3 separate regions of the Mus musculus genome follow, and all the other regions are linked to region 2. The links are chromatin contacts, called in public Hi-C maps. All regions are on one chromosome and are shown on one strand. Each heading gives the region's core, a stretch centred on a gene start, on an enhancer-like site or on the middle of the called end of the contact. The rest is flanking DNA. Distances are from core to core; before and after follow the strand shown.

Region 1 (4,122 bases), core at 1,113-3,612, 160 kb before region 2:
CTTTGCCTGAAGGGCAGCGGGAACTCAGCCTGCTGTTGCTAGACTGTGTGGGATGGTTCCACCTTCCACCACCGGCCCCCTCAGTCCACCTTTTCTTGCTTTTGCTGTTGGTTACAGCAAATACACTACTTAATTGCTGCTTTGGTTGTTAGCTGAGCTTTGTTGGTGTCATTTGCTTGGTATAGTACTCAGATGTGTGTTTTGCTACAAAAGCCACTGTTTAATCTCACTTGTGCGTCAGACATCACCGTACCATGAGATGGCAGAGTTTATATTGTACTTAATTGAAATTAATTAGTGTCTATGTTTGTGGTATGTATGTGTCTGCTAGGGTGCGTGCATGCATGCGTGTGTGTTTGTGTGTGTGTATGTGTGTGTGTGTGTGTGTGAGAGAGAGAGAGAAAGAGAGAGAGAACGCACATGTGAATATGTGGTGTGAACCCCATGCACATACACACGTGCTTGTGCATGTGTTTGTGCACACATGTGAATACAGAAGCCTGAGGAGGGTTCTGGTGACCTCCAGCAATCTTAGCGTCTCAAGCTGTCTGAATCTTTTGTCATGGTTGCACTGAGCTGGGATTACAGCCACACACAGACTGGCTTTTTCTGTAGGTGTTGACACTCAAGGTTAGGTCCAAAGGCTTGCACAGGAGGCGCCCTCACCCCAGCAAGCTATCTCACAGCTTGAAATCTGTGGATTGAAATTTCTTACTGCACTTATTTAGTTTGTGTATATGTAGGTGTGACAGTGTTGCCCGTGTGGAGGTCATAGGACAGCATGTAGGAGTTGGTTCTCTCTTCTACAGTGTGGGTCCCAGGGACAGTCCTTAGGCCATTAAGTGTGGCAGCAAGCACCCGCTGACACCTTACTGCTCCCACATGGTAGGTTTTTTTTTTAAATGTATTTTATATGTATGTTATTACTATCACTAGTTTTTGAGACAGGGCCTTTCTCTGCAGACCAGGTCCCCTTGAGCTTCTGATCCTTCTCCTTCAGTTTCCTCAGAGCTTGTCAGTATCGAAGGCTTGCACGCCTCACTTTGCTCTTCTGAGCCTTACCAGGTATAACAAGTTTGCACGTGGATTTTTACCTTGAAAGGTTTATGATCTAAGTAGACTTAAATAGCTAAAAGTTAACATAGTTCTTTAAACTTAATTTGTTGAAGGTTATTAGTTTTTAATGTAGGTATTGTTTGTAAGTTCTGAACCGTATGCACATAAACCCAAGTTTTCAGCTCCATCACCAAGTGCTATCGCGGTTTGCTTTGAGCCAATCAGTGTCCTTGTTCATGCTTCACCAGCTAGATAGAAGTACAGGACTTCCGAGCTTTTTGATACACTGTGTATTTAAAAGTGAGTATTCACATGACTTATGTATCAGCAACAACTCAGAGGCGAGATTAGGTTAGATGCTGAGGTTAGATGGTCATCTTCATAATTGGTGGTTGATCCCAGAGATGGTTGTTGCTGTCGGCATCTGCCCGTGTCTTAAGAAGGAGGCAGACAGTACTGGATGGCAGGTATCAATAGATAGATAGTGAGCCACTGCAGAACCTCGGAGCTTGCCTTAGCAATTTATCTGTGGTTCTCAACACAAAGTTTCCATGCCATCTCCATAGAGCTTTGTAAGACTTGAGTTTAAAACATTTTCATAGTTTATACTCTGTTCTCTCAAACTCCACGCACAGTAGCCTGTTCTGTTTTAATTCTGTTTTGTTTTTTTTTTTTCTCCCCAAATTGTATTGGTTCTATTCACTACCTGGATACATATGCTGGCCATCATACCCAGGGCCTTGCGCATCCCCTGTACTCCACTGAGCTGCAGTCCTAGGCTCCACTGTACTGGAAATCTTTATGTCCAGATTCTTTTCCTGGACCCCTTTGATCTTCTAGCTGTTGTGTTCTTTTGCATTCCTTGAAGTTGTTGGATTGCCCTACACTTGATTTGGATTTCCCTCCTTTAAAGACTGCAGTGAGTTTCGAAGCTCTTTGAAGGAAAGTCAGTGTTGGTAGATCTTTGGAGACTCAGGTTTCTTTGCTCAGAGTCTTAGATCTGGTAAATGTTAGGCTGTTGAGTGCAAATGGCTCTCACTGGCTGTGGTTGCTCTCACTTTTGAGAATAAGGGAACTAACTTAGAGCTGACTTAGGAGTTTCTGCCCTTTCTGTTTGACCACTCCCTACTGCTAGTGTGCCTTGGTGCATATGCAAATCCTGCTGTCTCTCAGTTAGGAGCTTCTGCTTTTCTAGTCTTCATGACGTCATTAACTGGGTGTTTCTTGGGGTCTAGAGGGGGAAGACAGAGGCAGTTGACTATCTGTTAGTGCTATCCACTCCATCTGTTTCCTGTGTATGACAAGGACTTCTGCTGACTGCCTGTTGCTGTGTACTGACTGCCCGTTGACATATACCGACTGCCTGTTGATGTGTGCTCATACCGACCACTTGTTGCAGTGTGCCAACTGCCTGTTGCCAAGTGCTCAGAGACACTGCAGATGCATGTGGTGCCTTTTGGCATAGTGGTCATTAAGAACTCATTTCCTAAATGTGTTTGCCTTCTGTAGGCCATGAGCTTGCCATTAAAGTGCCTTCTAGTTACCTAAAACCAAAGGAGACCTTGGCATGAAGGTACTGGCACACGTTGTGGGCATCTAAAAGTTCACTTTATCCCATGTCAGTACTTACTCTAGTGTGACTTTACAAAAGGTCAATTTACTTAGGAAGCGAGGTCTTTGGACTGGCTCAGGTTTCTTCTGTCAGCTCCCAAAGGAACCCAGGACACTGCTCACTCAGCCCCTGTGGCTCCTCCAGGCACTTCTCACCCTGCCCCCACCCTAAACCTCTCCTGCCCGGGGGCTGGGCCTCCATTTCCTTCCCCAGCTTCATATTCCTACACAAACCTTCCATTTCTGTGTGCTCTGATACTCCTTAGCCTGACCACCTGCCCTCTCTTTACTTTCTTTTCTTCCTCTCACTGCTCTCTCTTCTCATGTTCCCATTTTTATTCAGCTTAACTATTTTAAGTCTGTTTTCTTGAAAACAAACAAACCCCACAGCCATAGCTAACAGTTTCCCTATTGATGGGGGAGTTGGGGGTGGGCTGAGGAATTCAGTCTAATAACAAAGAGAAGGCCTGGATCCACACAGTGCTGGGGAGCCCTGCAGGAAGCTGTTAGCAGAGGAGGATGCTGTGGTAGAGGAGGGCAGGGCGGGGATAGGTGGGATGAGCTCACCTGATTGTGGGCAGGGTTTAAAATGTCACAGTTCTTACCTGGATTCCCTTCTAAGGTGGAGTTATCAATGCCATTTCCCGGGATTGTCACTGTGATGATACGAGGTAGAGAGCAAGATGTGTCTGGCATTATACACGCTCACATAGTAGCTTTCATTATTTATAAGGGGAATTAGTTAATTGGAAGACAGGTTTAGAATCTTGACTAAATGAACATCATAATGGAAACTTCTGGATGCACTAGGTTTGATTTGTTCTTATTATCAGCTACAGGTGTGGAAAGAGTTTGGCCACTGGTACTCCTGCTCTTCCTCCTCCTCCTCATGCTAGGTAGTCGTCATCCCTTTCTTTTCTTTCTTTTAAAGATTTACTTAACTTTATAGCTGTGTGTATATGTGTCTGTCTGTGTGTGGATATGGGCACATGAGCTCAGTGCCCGTGGAGTCAGAGGACAGCACGGGATCACTGGGTTTAAAGACTCCTGAGCTGCCTGCTGTGGGTACTGGGAGCCACACTCCCTGCTCTACAAGAGCAGCAGAAACTCTTCATGCCAAGTGACCGCCTCATCACATAACAGCAGAGGCCTCTGGTTTAATCACATCTAGTGAAGACGGCTGGGTGTGGAGGAACAGGGAGCTGTGTGCTCTGTTCCTGTCGCATCTATGTGCATTATAGGTTAGACTGTGTGCTTTAGAAAGTTCTAGACCCCCATGTGCTCTTTGTACCTGTTCCCCAGCATAGACTCATATCTGTACATGTGGAGTTTGAAATGTTCTGTAAAATGTAGTACTCTTCACCTCCCACTCCTTTCTCCCTGCATGTCACAGAGAGCATCATTTCATCAGTGTCAATGTCACTGTCACTATCCAGTGGGGACTGCCAGGCCCCA
Region 2 (4,301 bases), core at 1,740-4,239:
ACATTAGATATCCTCCTTGATCATTCTCACCTTGCTGTGACGATGCCCTGTCTCTGTCGCCTCACTGTGCTTGAATTAGGCACCACTGGAGAGCCTCTTACTGTGGACAAACATTTCACCCAATGAGCCACGTCCCACTGTGCCCCCCCCCCAGTTTGTTTGTTTGAGAATAATTTACTTTATTCGTTCACAGATTTTCTAGAAAACATCCATTCTGAGAAAGTACCCATCTATAGACTTCTTAGGAGTGCAAGAGAGAATTGGGTATTTAAAAAACGAGTCAAAACACCTATGAGAGCCTTACATCGATCAGCTCTTTACTTTCTCGGTCGTTTTTGAAGGTGTTCTCTTGGTGAGTTCTTTTCCAGGCCTCACAGTCGTCTCACCTGTTGTATTATTTTTCCTGAACTGTAGCTGACTCCACTGGAACCCACTCTCTGTACACAACCTACAAAGACTATGAGATAATGTTCCACGTCTCCACCATGCTGCCCTACACACCTAACAACAAGCAACAGGTAAGAGCTGCTGTCGTCCGTGCTCCACTTACTGCACTTATTTCCCCCAGAAGCCTGAGTGGTGAGTGTGCGAAATCTGCAGCCAGAATGTAGTATTGCACCTGTCACAGCAGCAGGGCGCTTTGTGCTTTGTGAAAGCAGGGAATAGCGAGTGAGCCGAAAACAAATGAAGAGACTCAAATTCTAGGTTAACAGCCAGCTGGACGGCTTTGTGAATTAATCATTTGCTTTTCACACCGGGGATGGAGGTTTTCATGAGATCTGAAGAGAACAAGTTGAGGTCACCATGATTGGATGACTCTGCAAAGGGCCTACACAAGTGGGCAAAGATTCCTCTCAAGAAGCCAGGGCTTAAACCAGGGAGTGCTGATGCTTCATCTAGAGTCCAAGGGAAATTGAACACAGCAGCAAGAATGCCAGGGAGAGTGTCAGTAGGATCCAGAGCCATGTTCTTCCTCATCAGGAAGTGGCAAGGAATAGAACTGATAAAGTCAAATGTAACTGCACTGAGTCCTGCAGAGATCAGGGACACTCCTTGTCACCAAGCACAAGAGGAGTGAAGGAACCAGGATGTACAGACTCTCATGGAGGAAGATGGAAGCTGACAGTTCTGTTTGGACAATATCAGCAGTCACGATTTGGGAAACTAGTTCAAAATAAATGTCAGATTGAACCTGAGAAGAAGCCAAAAGCACACATTGTCTCCTAACATACCCATTGCACACCAAGTATGCAATGTTTCATTGTCTGTTGTACTAACAGGGCCAGCTGCAGAGTGGATCAGGGCTCCTTAGTCCATCACTCAGCTAACCTCACACCTTGCTGCTTTGGGTTCACTCTCAAGCCTAAGTAAACAAGCTTTGCTTTTCCAGGTTAGTTACCAAAGTGATCAAAAATAGGAAAGACAACAGTGAGTAGCCATAAATCTGCAGTAAGCCCATCTCAGTAAGCCCATCTCAGTAAGCCCATCTCAGTAAGCCCATCTCAGTAAGCCCATCTCTGGCCTAGACTCTGCACGGTTTATAGACTTCTGAGTGGAAAACACCATTCTGAGAGAGAGAAAGTAAACACTAATGAATAATCATTGAGGGAAAAAGGAGCTGTTGCTTTGCAGAAAACATGAGATCTGTCAGTCAGGTACTGTATTCACTATCAGGATGTAGCTGCTGAAGTGCTGGGCACAGTAAGTTACCATTTCAGTGCACAACTGTGTACATAGTTTAATTTGGGGAATCAATGAAAGCAAAAACATTACAGTCCTAAATAAAAATGTTAATCTCTCCTGCTACATACTAAGAATTTTTATTCTCTAGCTAATTTTTTTTTCTGTGTAGATAACTTTATACATAGAAATACATTTAAAGAGAATATCTTTTAAAATATTTTACATGTATTTTAAATAAATACAGCTTTGTTTATATTTAGCATAAGACAAATGGGTTTGAATCCTTATAAAAACATGAATTCCACATATCAAGACATACTGAAGAATGATCTTGCAGAAAAAAAGATACTGACATATGTGTAAAGTGGAGAGGTGATGTTTGCTTTTATTCATTGTTTCACTATAATTTGAACGTTTTGCTACATTCTAAATAGCAATCAGTTCACACCAGGCTTCATCTCCATCCTGTCTGATACTTAGAAATAAAGTAAACTTCCTCACTGGGTGATAACTTGAAGTGCTTTCAAATTCCTAAGGTTGAAAGTATGTTTCCCGGGGCTGCAGAATCAGCTTGGCACCTTGGTGCCCTTCCGGAGGACTCAGGCTTAGTTCCCACATCCACTTGGTGCCTTACAATGATCTATAACTTCAGTTTCAGGGGGTCCAACACCCTCTGCTGGCCTCTACAAGTATCAAGCATGCATGCAATGCACAGATATACATGCATGCAGAACATTCTACCATAAAATAAAACAGAAGGCTTTTTTTAAAGTATTCTTCCCAGACATTTTTCTCTAAACTTCCAACTCTAATCTAAAAGGCTGCTGTCTTCCAGCTGGAGGCCAACACTAAGTTATTGGTTTTATGTAATTTCCATGCTTTAATATCCCTAGAGAACTTAAATAAAAAATGAGTTGTATAGGTTTGTGTGTAGCATAGTTAGTTGTTGTGATTTTTACTTGTTTTGTTTCCAAGAGCGTCCATAAAACAAAGATGAGAAAAGCAGACGTCACTCCAATTTTTTATAGGATAATCACACTGTCCTCCTCCGAAGAACTGACTGGCTTGATGTGCCTGAGTCTGAAACACTGTGTGAGAGCAGGAGTCAGAAGGGAGACTGAAGCAGGGCTCTGCAACTAAGGAAGGTGTTCAAACCTTAGCCCTAACCTGCCTTTAAATCATTACTTGTGGAATAGTATGGATTTCTATGTTCCTAGCTTGCAACACAAACCGTCTACCAGGAAACCCCTTGCACATGCTCTGGAAAGGAAACTGACATAATCGTGTTGTAATTATCTCAGCCGTTCCTCATCTCTAAAGCTCTTTCCCAATGGCAAGTTTCTTGCCTGAAAACAGAACACAACTGTTGCTATAGAAACTGAGGTTCTGGGCAAGTCTACTTTTAGTTAGCTTTGTTTGAATGGCTATATCCTTTATGCAAATTTTAGAATATCCAATTCCATCCATGTTCCTCCTTTGGAGAGGATGCTAAGACAGGCTGGAATACTGACAGGATCTGCTGTGATCCCTGCACCGGACGGCCTACCTCGTGGACTAGATGCCTTCAACATAGGCAGTGGTAGAGGCTGTCTCTAAGCATCGTGCTCACGCTCATACTTGCTTGTTTTCTTGTAGCTCCTGAGGAAGCGGCACATTGGGAATGACATTGTGACAATAGTTTTCCAAGAGCCTGGAGCACAACCATTCAGCCCGAAAAACATCCGGTCTCACTTTCAGCATGTTTTTGTCATTGTCCGGGCTCACAACCCTTGCACTGAGAGTGTCTGTTACAGGTAGGCATCGAGCTGCAGTGGCTGAGTGAGTGGTGGGTGATGGCTATGCAGCCCTCCCCCCCAGCTCTGTGTTCTGGAGTATGTGGGATGTCTGTTGCTGTCATCTTTAGCTCTGCATTGTGTGCACAGTTGGCTAAATTCACATGATGATGTCACTGGCGGTACTGGCATTCCCTGGGCTTGTGGTTAGACACCTGTCCTTCCATTTGCACCTCCTCCTTAGGTGCTGTCCCTCATCCACACCATCTGGTCACCAACTAACTAGTTACTCATGCTGCTAATTATATATTCCTTTTGGCAAGGCAAGAACAGAGATGAATGTTCATAATAAATAGAAGTTCATTTTTTTATTGTTGCTATTAAAAAGCCCTTCACGCTAACATTTCTAAGCATACTCTTAAAGGCTTTTTTTTGTGTTTTATTAGACATTTGTTGTAATTGTTTCAAATACCTTGAGCATTTCTCCTGTGCTGTCTACTAGATTTGTCAAAGGATTTCATACTATCATGTAGGTAGACAGTGAAACCCCTTTAAACACTGGGAAGTATGGCTAGTGGACTGCCATACAATGCACTTTTTTAATTATTAATTTATGCATATGAGTACACTGTAGCTGTCTTCAGACACACCAGAAGGGGGCATCAAATCCCATTACAGATGGTTGTGAGCCACCATGTGGTTGCTAGGGGTTGAACTCAGGACCTCTGGAAGCACAGTACTCTTAATAGCTGAGCCATCTCTCCACCCTCCTCCCATACAATGTATTTTAAAGTAACCCTTTTCTTTTCAATCCTTTATCTAAATCAGCATTGTCCAATGAAAACA
Region 3 (3,844 bases), core at 11-2,510, 140 kb before region 2:
ATTCCTGGGCAAATGGATGGACCTGGAGGGTGTCATCCTGAGTGAGGTAACCCAATCACAAAGGAACTCGCACTATATGCACTCACTGATACGTGGATATTAGCCCAGAAACTTAGGATACCCAAGATAGAAGATACAATTTGCTAAACCCATGAAATTCAAGAGGAGCGAAGACCAAGGTGTGGACGCTTTGCCTCTTCTTGGAAGTGGGAGCAGGGCACCCATGGAGGGAGTTGCAGAGTCAAAGCTGAATTTTTATGAGAAACTTCATGTCTTAATTTTCTTCTTATTGTCTTGTCAGAGGTCAAATACCACGCAGTGAATCCATGACCTTTTTCTCAGGGAGGTTTTCTTTTGGGGTTTTGCATATGCATCTTTGACACACTTTTAGGGTTTGCATGTAAAGTTCCCGTTTTAGGGTTTTGCATATACATCTTTTAACATACTTTAAATTAAGGCTTGGTATGTAGAGTTCCTGTTTGATTGTGTGGCCTGCAGAGAGTCCTTTGGCCCCGAGGCATGGCACTCGTTGAATGAGACTATCAGGCAATGATCTCAGCAGCCTTGGTGAGCCCGTTGACCTTCTCTCTGAGGGGTTGCTTGGTTCTGGGTGCTCTGGCTGGTTTTTATGTCTGTCTGGATGCTATGATCACACTGTTTTGATTACTGTAGCTTTCTAATTTGTTTGATACTAGCAGGTGTGGTGCCTCCCATCACACTTGTTAGGTCCGTTTTCTAGATCACTTTGGCTATTTGCTTTCCTGAAACTCCATTGTAGGATTTTTTTTTTTTTTTTTGTAAGGGGTGGGGGTAGAAAATGTCCCAGAGTTTAGATAAGGATTGGATTATAGCTGTGGATTGCTTTAGGTAGTATGGCATCATAACAATTACATCTATTCTGTGCACACTGTGGGGAGGGGTCCTCTTATGTCTTTTTCTGCTTTGGTCACAGTTTTCACTGTTTTCTTTGAACTTAGTGTGGGTAGAATTATGTTTTCAGTGTTCTTTCCTAATGCTCACTGTATAGGGATTGCAGCTCAATTTTGTACCCAGCCAAGTATCCAAATTCATGTGTGAGTTCAGTTTTATTTTTGTGGCCTCTTTTGGACTTTGCATGTAATATCTGTAGATCGAGATAAGCTTAGTTTTTCTTTACAGCTTGAATGTCTGTTTCTTTTTCTCGCCTGAGTCCTCTGGTCAGACCTTCCGATACTCTAGTGGGTAGAAGTGAGGCTGTGGTCACATCCGTACCTTGTTTCTGGTCTCTGAGGAAATGCTTTGTCATCTCTGAGCGTCATTGTGGGTTTTCATGATTCGATTAAGTTGGGTGCTTTTCTTCTATTGCCAGTTTGTTCTTGTTTTCATTGTGAGGAGTATTGCATTTTGTCAATTGCTTTTCCCTTTACATCAGTTGAACTGATCATGGGGAGGGGGAGGTGTTTCATTGGTTCTCGTTGATGTGGTCTATTGCAGATTGATTTGCATGTAGCAAACCTCTGTACATTCCAGGAACCATTTCTACTTGGGCTCCTGTCTATAATCCTGTAACTATACTGCTCAGTTCAGTTTACTAGCATTTTCTTGAGGCTTCTTGTTATTTGTGCCCATTAGAGCTCCTGCCTGTAGGTTTCTTACAGTGTTGTTTAGAGCTGGCATCCACAGGCTATGGCCCGTAAGGATGTGTGCAGAGGTAAGCCCTTCTCTCCAGGCTTTTGAACGCTTTAGGATTGTCTTTTAAATGTTCATCTGGAAAACGACTTAGTTCAAACCCTTTCTTTGTCAGGAGATTTTTGTTTTGGTTTCTGCTTTCTGCTTTTCACTAGTCACAGCTCATTAAACTTATATTCTTCATAATATAGCTTTGGTACACTTTGTGGTTCTAGAAACCTGTCTACGTAATGTAAGTTATCCGACTTGCTAGCTTTCCTAACAGCCCTTTGTTTCTGTGAACTCAGGTAAACCGTCCCCACTCTGTTCGTGGTTTTAGTAACGAGAACCGTCCTCGCTTTGCCTTACTGTATGATCTTAGTAACTGTGAACCTTCCACACTGGAGAGTTCTACTCCCCCCTCCTCCCCAGAATAAACTTTTGGTCTCTGCTTTTTCTCATTGTTTTTCCTTCTCTCTGTTCTGTTTATTTCTGCTTCTGTCATTTCTTTCTCTCTTCCTAGCTTCTGTTTAGTTTCTTGTCTTTCTGGTTCTATAATTTGTATTAGCTCAGTGACTTGGCGTTCCCTTTATATCGAGTACTGTACATTTAGCCCTGTCTCCGCTGTAATATCTTGTGTTTTGAAATGTTGTATTTTATTCTCTTGTTTCAGTTAGCTGTTTACTAATGTATTGCTCAATATTGATGATGATTTTATGGTTTTTCTGGCTTTATTCCTGTAACTGACTTCTAACTTTTTTCTGTTGTGGTTGGGGAAGATATTTTGCATCATATCTAGCTTTAACAGTTTATTGCGACCTACTTCCTGGTCTGACTCTGGTTTATTCTGGACAATGTTAGAGAAGAGAGGCCACGATTGGCCTGCTAGTGCTCTGTGTGCAGTGGGTGTAGTTGCTTGCTTATGCTTCCTTCTGTTCAGCCCACTTCTATTTAGTATTGAAAGTAGAGAGCTAAAGTCTAGCACTTGCTATAGAGCTAGCCCTTGTTTTCAGGATTTTAAAATATTTTGGTGATCTGCCATTAGATACACAATGCTTGCTGTGCTTTTAAATTTTTCCCTGTATGTGCAACCGCATTTGAATGTCTTCTTAGTCTTTCCCCCTCCCTTGTAGTCCTGACTCTCAATCCAAGAACTTTGGGAGTGTTAGGCAGACATTCTGTCTCTGAGTCGCACATCTCTAAGCCCTAACTCTTAAATGTCCAGTTCTTTAATATCTGCCTGTCATATGAAGGAACAAGGAAAATCAAAGCAAATGTGTACAGGCCTTTTAAAGTCTTCCAGTCACTTCAGCTGTGAGAAGAAAGGCTGAGAATTTTTGGTGAAAGGCACCACAGCAGTGGCCTAGGGCTGTGCCTCTGTGATGGGCGCATGTCCCAAGCCAGACACCACTCTGTGAAAGCCCTCACTCTGCTACCATCACTAGCCTAAGACTTCCTGTAGACTTTTAGAGCCTCAACTCAGGCCAGACCAGGATTGGTGACTTTGAGGCTGAAAAGAATTTCGGGATTGGCCAGTTCAGTGAAATCAAGTTGGAGATTTTATTAAGCATATCTTAATATAAGTTTAAGCATGGGGTTTACAAGAGAGAGAGGCTTTTAGAAGAAAGTTACGCATAGCCGTAGTTGAAGAATGTTGGGCGGGACTGAGACCTACCCAAGTATATCTATGGGCTTCTCTAGAGGAGAGTAAGCAGTTAACTATCTCATTAGCTCTGAATTCCTGTTGACTCTCAAAGGTTACATCTCAACAGGTTGCTAAGATAATGTGTTTCCTTCTTTCTCCCTTTTCATAAAGGGTTTGGGTGTGAGTGTGTGCATACGTGCACTTTTGCACGGGTGCACATACCAGCTCTCTGGAGATACTTTGGGTGGATTATAATCTGATAAGGCTAAGCCAGAAGCCATGCAGGGTGACTAAAGGGCTGTAAGATTTCTACATAACTGCGGTTTTATGGCTGGGGAGAGAGAGTGGCCCTAAGCTGTTTGGTAACTGTTCTGGAATTTTTGCTTTACTGTTGGTAACAGCTTGGACTGGATCTCACAATGAGGGAATCTAATTCATGACCGCCAAATATTCCTCTCGGTCTTCCTGCCCCCATGATGTTTGGTTTAGCTAGGAACAAAGGTGCACTGCCTGGAGAGCCTGGCTGAGGTCATGAGAAGGTGCCGTAGTGGC

The links. A called contact is a pair of places that touch in the nucleus more often than the background predicts.
Region 1: a Hi-C map of myeloid progenitors shows a contact between it and region 2, with 3 times the contacts expected there. The contact joins two enhancer-like sites. A contact is called at or near these places in 1 of 15 datasets of contacts at CTCF or cohesin (the NIH/3T3 cell line), 2 of 484 Hi-C or Micro-C datasets (cortical neurons and myeloid progenitors) and 3 of 115 datasets of contacts at active chromatin or transcription factors (SST interneurons, bone marrow-derived macrophages and kidney).
Region 3: a contact with region 2 is called in a Hi-C map of myeloid progenitors, with 1.9 times the contacts expected there. The contact joins two enhancer-like sites. A contact is called at or near these places in 5 of 484 Hi-C or Micro-C datasets (cortical neurons, group 2 innate lymphoid cells, macrophages and 2 more), 3 of 115 datasets of contacts at active chromatin or transcription factors (CD8 T cells, the HPC-7 cell line and SST interneurons) and 2 of 9 other capture datasets (adipose tissue and liver).

Annotation. Positions count from the first base shown.
Region 1 is chr12:82,223,704-82,227,825 of GRCm38.p6, forward strand. It overlaps a transcript of Sipa1l1 not described here. Among named protein-coding and RNA genes, the nearest start is that of Sipa1l1, 86 kb to the right of the region's middle. Within about 2 kb of position 2,363, at least 161 of the 459 cell types and tissues checked have an H3K27ac peak or open chromatin away from gene starts, as enhancers often do. A contact at or near this core is called in myeloid progenitors, where this site is marked.
Region 2 is chr12:82,384,237-82,388,537 of GRCm38.p6, forward strand. It overlaps Sipa1l1 (signal-induced proliferation-associated 1 like 1), which reads left to right. Exons shown (of 21, transcript NM_172579.3): 6 at 415-518; 7 at 3,319-3,476. Among named protein-coding and RNA genes, the nearest start is that of Gm30916, 5.3 kb to the right of the region's middle. Within about 2 kb of position 2,990, at least 33 of the 459 cell types and tissues checked have an H3K27ac peak or open chromatin away from gene starts, as enhancers often do. A contact at or near this core is called in myeloid progenitors, where this site is marked.
Region 3 is chr12:82,244,176-82,248,019 of GRCm38.p6, forward strand. It overlaps a transcript of Sipa1l1 not described here. Among named protein-coding and RNA genes, the nearest start is that of Sipa1l1, 65 kb to the right of the region's middle. Within about 2 kb of position 1,261, at least 138 of the 459 cell types and tissues checked have an H3K27ac peak or open chromatin away from gene starts, as enhancers often do. A contact at or near this core is called in myeloid progenitors, where this site is marked.